Linked DNA regions of Sus scrofa: region 1 is linked to region 2. A link is a contact called in public HiChIP or PLAC-seq data. All regions are on one chromosome and are shown on one strand. The core of a region is the stretch at or near the end of the contact, and the rest is flanking DNA. Distances in the headings are between cores, read along the strand shown.

Region 1 (5,066 bases), core at 488-2,987, 58 kb before region 2:
GCCAGGTCAGCAACTGAACCGCTAAAGCCATATGCGCCTGCTCCATAAATGCCCATTTTTCATCTTCAGTGGGCTTCAAAGTTAAATAGCTAAGACAGAAAATGCAAAGAAAAATATGACCGCAGCAAAACACAGAAACTGCACTGTGGCTAAAATTAAGTCCTTATACCCATCATGCATTTTTAATGTGGACTTTTATGCAAATCATCTCAATGTTTAGGCAGTATTTTTCTTCATTGGTTATTTATGATGCTTTGAGCTAGAAACGTGAGCTTAGTGGGAAAGCCAGAGAATGGGATTTACTTAACAACCATAACTCTGCCCTATCATAAATGAAAAGAAGAAAGGCCATCATCTTGTTGCTCTGTGATAAATAAAAAGAAAAAGCTACCAGGATTCATCGCATCTTTGTTTTTCCTTTCCAAACCAGAATTCCCTGATACATTATATCTGATTGGTTTCTCTTCTCTATTAAAGATCCTCTGCCATTTTGTTTAGTTTAACTGTGCCATTTTATTATTGGGAATGTGAACATTAAAAAAAATCTTGACAAAATTGAAGAGCTTAATAATTAAATGTGGAGTTCCCTTTATGGCTCAGCAGAAACAAATCTGACTAGCATCCATGAGGACACAGTTTTGATCCCTGGCCTCGCTCAGTGACTTAAGGTTCCAGCGTTGCCGTGAGCTGTGATGTAGGTCACAAATGAGGCTCAGATCCCACATTGCTGTGGCTGAGCATAGGCTAGCAGCTACATCTCTGATTAGACCCCTAGCCTGGGAACCTCCATATACCACAGGAGTGGCCCTAAAAAGACAAAAAAAAAATTAAATTCTTTCAGCCAAATGAAAATAGCTTGGGGTTGGGGGGGCAGGTGCTAGAGATAAAGATAAAATTAGGTCAGAGAGTAGAAGGAAAAACGAAGAGCTTGAGAACCTCAGAAGAGAAACTGGGTCCCTAGTCTGATCAATTCTTTGGTGTTGAATTCGAGCCTCTCAAATGCAGTCTTTATTTTGGAATGTGAGTGTGAGATCCTCTAGGGGATTATTAAAGTCCCGCAGTGGACCCAGCCTTGGGATTAAGCTTCTGCAAACAAATTTGCTTGTATAAAACTGAGTAACTGAGCCCACGTGCTGAGGCTCAAGTTTGGACCATCATGTATTTGTACATCTCTCACATTAAGACAGATTTCCTAAACCAGCATCCACCCAATTCTGCCATCTTCAGAGAAGATGCAACTGATGCTAGGCTCTGTGTCCCGAAAGAAAGCATTAACCCCCTCTTCATACTGAGAATAATCCCTAGAAACACTGTAAACAGACTTAAAATGCCCAGGCTAAATAGGAAATCTGGGACCTACCAGAGGGAACTTGTGGGGCAGCTTATTTCTGTTTCAGAAGGAGATCCCATGAGTCACTCATCACCACTCCCCTGTCTAAAAGAGCCTGGTCAAGTTCTGTTTTTACCAAGCCAAGAGATTTTTGCACCCCATGGCAAATAAAATATAGCAAACAGGACACTGCAATTGTCTTGAGTGGTCTTGTCAGCCAGTTAAGCCCTCAGGAGCCATGGCTTCCTTCCCTCATGACTCTGTCCTGGTTTCAAATCATCACAGCCAGTTTCTGACAGAAGTGAATTGCATTTAGCCCATTCCTGACAGACTGTGGGTTCTTCTGCTGTCTACCTTTGGCTGAGCTTGTTCTTAAAATAGTAACTTCCTGCCTGGGCACCCTCCCTCGGAGCTGATCCACATTGCTGGGAGAGAGCTGGCCAAGAGTGTAAGCAGTTAAAGGAAACTACAGGAGTCATCATGCCCTCTGAAATAGCTCCAAAAGTGAGGCTTGGCTGGGCTGGCCCAATAGGCAGGTTAATTGTCAAGACTGAAACATTTGGATCACTGCAGCTCTCCTTGTTGTGGAGACAGAGTATAGGGACTCTGATAACAGTCAAAGACATTTCTAGAAGTAATCTATAATTGCACACTTGGATCCAGTGCTAACCATTCGTAGGTCATCAGATGCGACACCAACAAGTGTTTTATTGTTTGTTTGTTTTTTAAATAAAGTCATAGGTATTTCTTATTCTGAGTTTATTTAGTGAGTGTGTTCACTTTGTGAAACATCATGAAGCGGTCAGTCCACTTAAAATTTTATGTATTTCCACATACTTCAATAAAATGTTTGCTTAAAAAAAAGAAAAATGCAGTTGGAGTTCCTTGGTGGCTCAGCAGGTTAAGGATCCAGTGTTGTTACTGCTGAGGCTCAGGTTCAATCCTGGCCTGGGAACTTCTGCATGCCACAGGAGCAGCCAAAAAAAAAAAAAAAAAAGAAAAAAAAAAGGCAGGGAATTGCTTTAAATATTAAGTCAGCAAATTATGATCCCTGGTCCAAATCCTGTCACATACAGTTTTTGCAACCTGTGAGCTGTGAATGGTTTGTATATTTTTAAATGGTTGAAAAGGAACAAAAGAAAAAGTAATATACTTTGTGTATGTGAATATTATATGAATTTCAAAATTTGGTATCCATAAATAAGATTTTATTAAAATCACCACATCCATTCCTTTATGTACCGCCTATGGCTGTTTTGGCACTCCAACAATGAAGCTATAATTGGGGAAGAAATAGTATGAACTGCAAAGCCTAAAATGTTTATGTTATCATCCTAATATGTTATATTACATATAAACATTTGTATTTATGTCCAATCTTTTACAGAAAATGCTGACCCTCGTTCTAGATTTAAGGAGACAAAGACAACCAAATATAATCCATTATTCTTGATGGGACTGAGATCGGAAACAAAAGAGCTATAAAGGACATTTTGGGAACAATGTGGAAATTGTAAGTATGTTCTGTGTAATCAAATACTATTTTTATAACCACGGTAAATTCCTGGTGTGTGATAATGGCATGGTGATTGTTTCTGTGCTAGAACATTCTGGCTTTGGGGAGGTACATGGGGCGGCAACTTACTTGCAAATAGCTGGGGGAGAGGTACACAAAGAAGACACAAATGTATCACAAATGTGATAAAACATTAGCAAGCCACAAATCCAGGTGAATGGTATAAGGGTGTTTATCCTACTATCCTTTCCACATTTCTCTAGTTTTGAATGTTTTCAAAATAAAAGGTTGGGGGAAATAACAAACACGAACGTAAAAACGATGTTAACTTTAAAAGAAGTCAGCAGACAGGATACAAACAATTGATTGGTAGCATATGCTGAGGGCCCATCACTTAATACAAGTGGTCTGAGGTTTGCACATAAATCTCTTCAGCAGCTATACTTTGGGGGTTGTCATCTTATCAGCCAACAGCTCTCATCCTTGTGGCTTTGCTGAATTCTCCTTTCTGCTTTTTCTGAGCCAATTCCAGACTGCAAGGGGTTTACCAAAGATTTACTTGTTATTCAATCTCCGCATTTGAACCAAAAATGATAGTGTTTATCCTGTCTTTCGAGAAACTCAAAAAATTACCTCCCACATAAATGCACTTTTTAGTTTTTCCTAGTGGGACTTAGAAATCCATCATTAACTGTCACTTGGCCTTTTAAAAATTATTTAATTCCTTGAAGATTTAGTATCTCTTTAATCAGAGCAAAGTCCTAATGCACCGGTAATGATCAGTAATGTACCAGTAATTACACACCCTGTTCAACCTATATTTCATCTGTGTATTTTTATGAGAGTTTCTTTCCTAAATTATGCTTTTGTCTGTGGGCAGTGATTTTGAGGCTTAGGAACCAGCTGAGGTATAGATTATCTTTAAAGGTTGCATATGGATCTGCAAAGACTTGGGGTTTACATGAAGAAGCACTTGCAGGCAGAGGCTGCAAAGCATTTTTGGCTCTGGAATGCAGTAAATGTGATTGTCACTCTTCAGGACCAGTCCCTTGACTCCATGTCAGGTTGACTCATTGTAATATAAAAAATTAAATATTTTTTATCACAATTTGTTTTTGTCTCTGATTGTCAGGCAGAGACCATACATGTTGTGGCTTCTCAATGAAACAAAAACAGCATTTGTTTTATTAATAGACTCAGCTGGCTTCTTCGAAGCAAAACAAATCTAGATCAGGAACAAATCGTCCTTTACCCACTGGCTGAGATTTAAAACACCTCCTCCACTGTCACAGAAAGGAATGAGATTTAATTCAATGTAAACTGCACCGACCAGTTTCTAAAAATAAAATTAGAGGCACTTTAGTTGCTACAACCTTCATTCCAGGAAAATGAGCTATCCAAGTGTCTTAGATTGTTTTATGGAACTGGAGATTAAAATGATTTTTTTGGTAGACATCACGTCGGCTTCCTATTCAAATGAGTCCAGAATGAAGCTGAAGCGAATTATAGGGGAAAAAAATGAATGGCCGTTTATTGGCAGTGAAACAGCTATGTGTTGCCAATAATTTTGAAGCACATATATACACACTTTACACTCCCTTCAGATATTTTATTGGTTCTGTCCATGTAGATGGAAGGTTCTCTACAACTGATACCTCTCAACGCTGATTCCTGATGACTCAGGCTCTTTTGTGGCCGATCCACTGCTAGTCAACTCTGTATAACTCCCTGTGCCCCATCCAAGGCCAGCAGCAGGCAGTGCTATCCTCCATCTCCAAAGAGTGGAAATGAAACGTTTGGTGAGCCCTGCAAAAAGCTTTTACAATGTGAGGTGCAAAAGTTGCACAATCACATATATGTAACAGGAATAAGGCTTTTAATCTCTCTTTCTTGGTAATTTCTTTTTATTATCCAGTCCTTCTATCATTTATACTGGACATGAATGCTGAAGCTTATTGCCCCAGTGAAGAGAGGGCACCAAAAAATTTCAGGAAGAACAAAAGAATGAAGAGGCAAAAGCCTGTGTTGAATTTTATAATAGGTTCTTCCACCTATGGCAGAAGCAAGTTTAAAAGGAGAAACAAAACAAAAACCAAAAAGGTTTCTTAAGCTCCGAAAGGAAAAGAACATGAAGTGCTCAGAACATGGTGTTTATGTGATAAAGTCCAGTGTCATTTTCCTGAAAAGATAAGAAAACTTGAGGGAGGGAGCTGGAGAGAC
Region 2 (4,740 bases), core at 1,399-3,898:
GATGGTCAATTAAATCTATTTCCAGTGGTCCCATGGGCTCCTAATTAATAGGAAATGATTATGGGACTAGACAAGACCTTTCATCAGATCATTCTAGAACAGCAGCTGTCCTTTAAAAAGAAAAGAAAAAAGTAAAGAAATCCTTCGAAATTATAAGCCGAACAGTGTTTTCAATTGTTTATGAGACTATGTAGTCACGGAAAAAGAAATACACACACAATAAATGTCTGTGAATGTGTGTGTGTGTGTGTGTGTGTGTGTGTGTGTGTGTGTGAGAGAGAGAGAGAGAGAGAGAGAGAGAGAGAGAGAGAGAGAGAGAGAGGGAGAGAGGGAGGGAGAGAAGTGTGTTCCCTTCAGTCTCCATAGATGTTGTTAAGCTTCCTCTAGTCCCAGGACCACAGACTGCATTTCTGGTGCTGAAGAGCCATCTTTGTTTCTCCTGGTTACCAATGAAAATAGTGTGCAGGGATAAGCTCAAATCCATCGCACATAGCAAAATGCTTCCAAACGATGCCTATCTTTCAATATTTATTATCTATATTTATATCTATTTAGTAGGAAGAACAGCTTCACATGTGTACATCTGCTCATTTCTGTGCTTGTTATCTATTGTGTATGATGTCCTTTATATATGGACATGTAACATGGCACATCCCTATAATATTAATTGCTACAGAGAATGGAATTTTTTCTTTAGGCAGACTTCATCCTCTCCTTCATTACTGAAGACTCAAGAGAACTTGCTCTAAGGTGATTTATTCTATAAACTTACTCCTCAGAGTGTACCACAATAATATAATATACTTTTATCTGTAAGTCTAAATCCTGACTTATAAAGAATCTCCACATCCAATTGGACTCAATACATTTCAGGCGCACTGATTGTATTTCCCTCTAAAAGCTCTACAAAGTTACAGAACTGGAAGAGCTTTTAGATTCACCCCAGGTCAAGTTTCTTTCTGAATCTTTTCCCACAATGAACTGCAATGCATTAAGTCTACCCATTAGCTAGAATATCACTGATTGTACTCTTGATCTGTTGGCCAATGGAACATTTGTATTGTCTAGGTTCCACTTAAGACAATATTTGAAATGGATGGAATAGCTCAGAACAGGAGAGCAACATTCAAAGTTATCTTCCCTCAGTGGAGAAAAATGTGTCTGGGCTATAAGGAATTGGCTTGTTAAAAGAAAAAGCAGAATTCAGTAGTAAAATCCCTCTCAGCAAACAAAGCCTTTCCTTCTTTCCTGAGATCTTCAACTAGATCCATGAATATTTTTCTCTTGAACCCCAGTTATTGTTGCAGGATGATATGAGAAATAAGAAGACTTTCACCAACAATTAGGTGGAGAGTTGTTTGAAATCTTAATTGTGAACTTTCTTTTCATGAGAGGTAGTCTCTAGAGATTTTGCTTGTAGAAATAAGGGTGTGAGCTGATCCTTATATGTGATTACGACATCGAATGCCATTATAATTTACCTTTACAACTGGAATAACTAGACGTAAAGATTTTTTTTTTCATTTAGAAACACATCAAGAGATTTACCAGTGTTAATTTTTTATAATGTTTGATATTCATTGAATAATGAAAAGTTCCAAGGCAAATTTTTACATATTAAAAATAAAATTTTATTGAAGGTTCAGAATTCTGCTGCACATCTTATCTTTAAATAAACACTTAGGTGTATTAGTATCACAGCAGTTCTTGAACAGCATGATGTTGTTTCGCTTAGGTCATTAAAAAATTTGAAGAGAAAGGTATGCAAGTTGAGAGTGTTGTGTATTTAAAAGTACATGTATACGTATATTTATTTATTAAAACTTTAGGCAAGGATGTTGTCTTCCTGGGAGCCATGAGCGAGCGGGAAGTCTGCTGCAGGGAAGAACAAAAGCATGGCTGCGCGATAGTATTATCTCTGCAGCAGCAGCAGGCTCCCAGACGGAGGGTTGAGGCGACTATCTAGTCTGTTGCACAGCATTTTGATTAGCGACACCCTAGGTTATTCTGTCGGCTCAGGCGACTAAGCTGTTCCCAGAGATCTGGTTGGTCACCCTGACTCCGTTAAATGGGAGAAGGAAAGAGAAGACCGAGAGGTGATTTGTACCAAGTGGGGCACAGGGGCATTTCTGTCCTTCAGGGTCCGCGTCCGCCTTCCTCTGGGTCGTGGGGTAATTCCTCGACTGCGTTTAACCCAATTAATTAGTTGCTACGCCTAGGGGAGGCAGTGAAGGGCTTAATCTTCTCTTTTCGGCCGGGGCCAACGGAACCAGGTTGCTCAGAGCTGCGGGGCTAGTGCGCACTAGTCCCGGACCCCTCTGGTTCCTCGGAGCCCGCATGGGGCCGAGTGGAGGTCAAGTCAAAGAGCACGACCTAAGGATACCACTTCCCCTCCCACCCGCAACCCCTGCTCCCAACCCGCTGCGTCCTCAGCTCAGCTTCTGAACTACCCGGACTAACACTGCAAGGCTGGAGGGCGGGTCGGGGGGGGGCGGGTCGAGGCGGGGGCGGGGTTAGGGGCGTGGACGAAGAGGCCGGGAGTGTGTCGGGAAGTGTAGTTCCAAGAACCCTGGTATCGCACTTACCCGGGCTCTGCCTGTGGAACACGAACTACAACTCCCAGAAGCGACCCGGGAGTCCATGCGCAGTGGGCGCCACATTGTATCCTATCAGGCGAGGAGAGGGTGATGTCACCTGCGAGTTGGTAACCTACGAGCGGCTGTGAAGGAAACTGTTTAAGGGAGCCCATTGTACCCGAAGCTCAGAACCGCCTTTTCAGAATGCTGGGGCTGCTCAGGTAAGGGGGACGTGCCGCGTCGCTCGCTGCACTCATTCATTAAGTGGCACCGCGCGGTGGCGTGGGGTTGGGCTCGCTGTTTCGGGCCCGGCGCTGGGTTCGCGGCGCGCCCTCCCGTTGCCTCCCCGGAGCTCCCGGGCCAGTAGGTAAATATTAAACCCGTCCTTCAGGTTGGGTCTGGGTGGGAACAGGACCTAGACAGCTTCCAGCTGCCAAGCTCGGTTTGGGAAAATGGCTGCAAGCGCGGCACAAAGCAAAGCGAGACTGGAGAAAGGCGCCCCCGAGGACGCGGGTGCCTCCCTTCTTTCTTTCTGAGGCGCTCAGATGCCAAGAGAGCCGGCGGGGTACCACTCGCCGCCTTGCTGCTGACACCCTGGGGCTGGGGCGCTGGGGGTCGTGGCCCCAGCTGGGTGCTGTGGACATTGCTGCTGTCGGGAGCTGCTGCCCGGTGAGGCTCCGGGAGGGGAGAATCCCAAGGCAGGCTAGGTGGACTCAGAGGTGGCGACAGAGGAGGAGAGACTCATTTACTCATCCCAGCAGAACCCCTACCATCCCGGGCACCCTAATCTCAAGACTCATTCGAAAGGGATGAAGTGACTGTAATTTAGGTAAAGTTGGGAGCTAAATATCTCAAACGAGAGACTAGAGGGAAACCGCGTTGCGGAAAGAGCGAGGGGTGTTGTCGGACAGCGGCGAGGGGAGGCTGCGCAGCCTGCTGACTGGTTTCCAAGCGCCGCAGAGCACTCCCGCCTCGCATCCCTCTGGGTAGGGGGCATCTTGATGCCCGTTGCACTGATGGTTCCCTCGACAAATAACACCTGAGCTGGTACGAAGCGTCTGCCTGGAGCGCTGGGCTAGGAGGTGGAAAAGCGGTGCGGAGTGTGGAATAATCTAACGATAAGACTCGCAGTGGGGCAAGAGCGGTGGATAATCGGTTTTCCCAGCTGGTGGTGAAAATCCAAATGCTTGTGATCCTCTTGCTCTCCGACCGGGCACCTGAGCGAGGCCGGTGAAGTCCTCTGGATTTCCCTTTCCCAGCCCCCTTATTCTTTCCCTTACTCACTCATTCATCAAATCTTTGCTAAAGGCTCTGTTCTCAAGTTGCTCACAGCCTGTGGTTGGAGTGTTCTGTCTCTTGCTGCCATGAAATATTTCACTGGGCCCAGAAATAGAATACACTCCAATCCTGGTTCCCCATCTCCCACCCCCCCATCTCCACCTACGCAGGAAAGCGTCAAGAAAGAACGCCACGCGTGGCCGTTTTGCCCTCGTTGAACTGGTAGTTTCTTGAGGCTCGAGAAGGACCTAGTGAATTGAAGCGGAGTTTGCCTGCAAGACAAATCCCGTTGCCATGGCGACTCCTGCCGTCGGAATCTTAACTGCTCCCACTGCTGTTTCAATTCGATGTGGCTCTGCGGGCAGCTGGGAGGGCGTGGCCAGTGGGTGTGGTCAGATGCTCTTCCTGGGCCCAGCTGCTCTCTCCTAGTCACCGGTTTCTCAGCCCAGGGCTCTGAACATTCTCTTGTAAATAGCTTGGACAGAGTTTTTAGACCCCTTTCCCTCTCGCCTACATGTACTTGGTCTCTCCAACCCCCCTCCCCAGAAAAAAACTATTAAGAGCCCTTTTCCTAAGGCAAACTCAGAAAATTGCAGTCGAAAGATCTTTTCCCCCTTTCAGGCTACCTGCATTTTCCTAATAGTGTTGGAGGCAGCGTTCTCAAGGAGGGAATTCTCTGTTACACGTGAAAAGAGCTCCCTGGTCATTAATGAAGGCCCTCAGTTTGCCTTAGATGCAATTCACAGGAGGGTTTTAGGGACAAATAATAACTGACCTTGAGTTCTGGAAGTCACTGCCATCCCTTGTGGTTTTCATGAAATCTAAAAACCTGCCTAGAGGATGCAGGTCCTTGAGAGGTTTAGCATCTGGGAAGCCTGGGTCCTGC

Evidence for each region. HiChIP or PLAC-seq counts read pairs in DNA pulled down with a chosen protein or histone mark.
Region 1: an H3K27ac HiChIP or PLAC-seq map of skeletal muscle shows a contact between it and region 2. The contact joins the enhancer-like site here to the promoter of DAAM1 in region 2. A contact is called at or near these places in 1 of 5 promoter capture datasets (liver), 7 of 47 Hi-C or Micro-C datasets (alveolar macrophages, embryonic fibroblasts, fetal heart ventricle and 2 more) and 1 of 2 datasets of contacts at active chromatin or transcription factors (skeletal muscle).

What each region holds. Positions count from the first base shown.
Region 1 is chr1:188,275,939-188,281,004 of Sscrofa11.1, forward strand. No RefSeq gene overlaps it. Among named protein-coding and RNA genes, the nearest start is that of DAAM1, 57 kb to the right of the region's middle. Within about 2 kb of position 1,738, at least 8 of the 83 cell types and tissues checked have an H3K27ac peak or open chromatin away from gene starts, as enhancers often do. A contact at or near this core is called in skeletal muscle, where this site is marked.
Region 2 is chr1:188,332,687-188,337,426 of Sscrofa11.1, forward strand. DAAM1 (disheveled-associated activator of morphogenesis 1) reads left to right here and starts at 2,649. Exons shown (of 25, transcript XM_021102694.1): 1 at 2,649-2,797.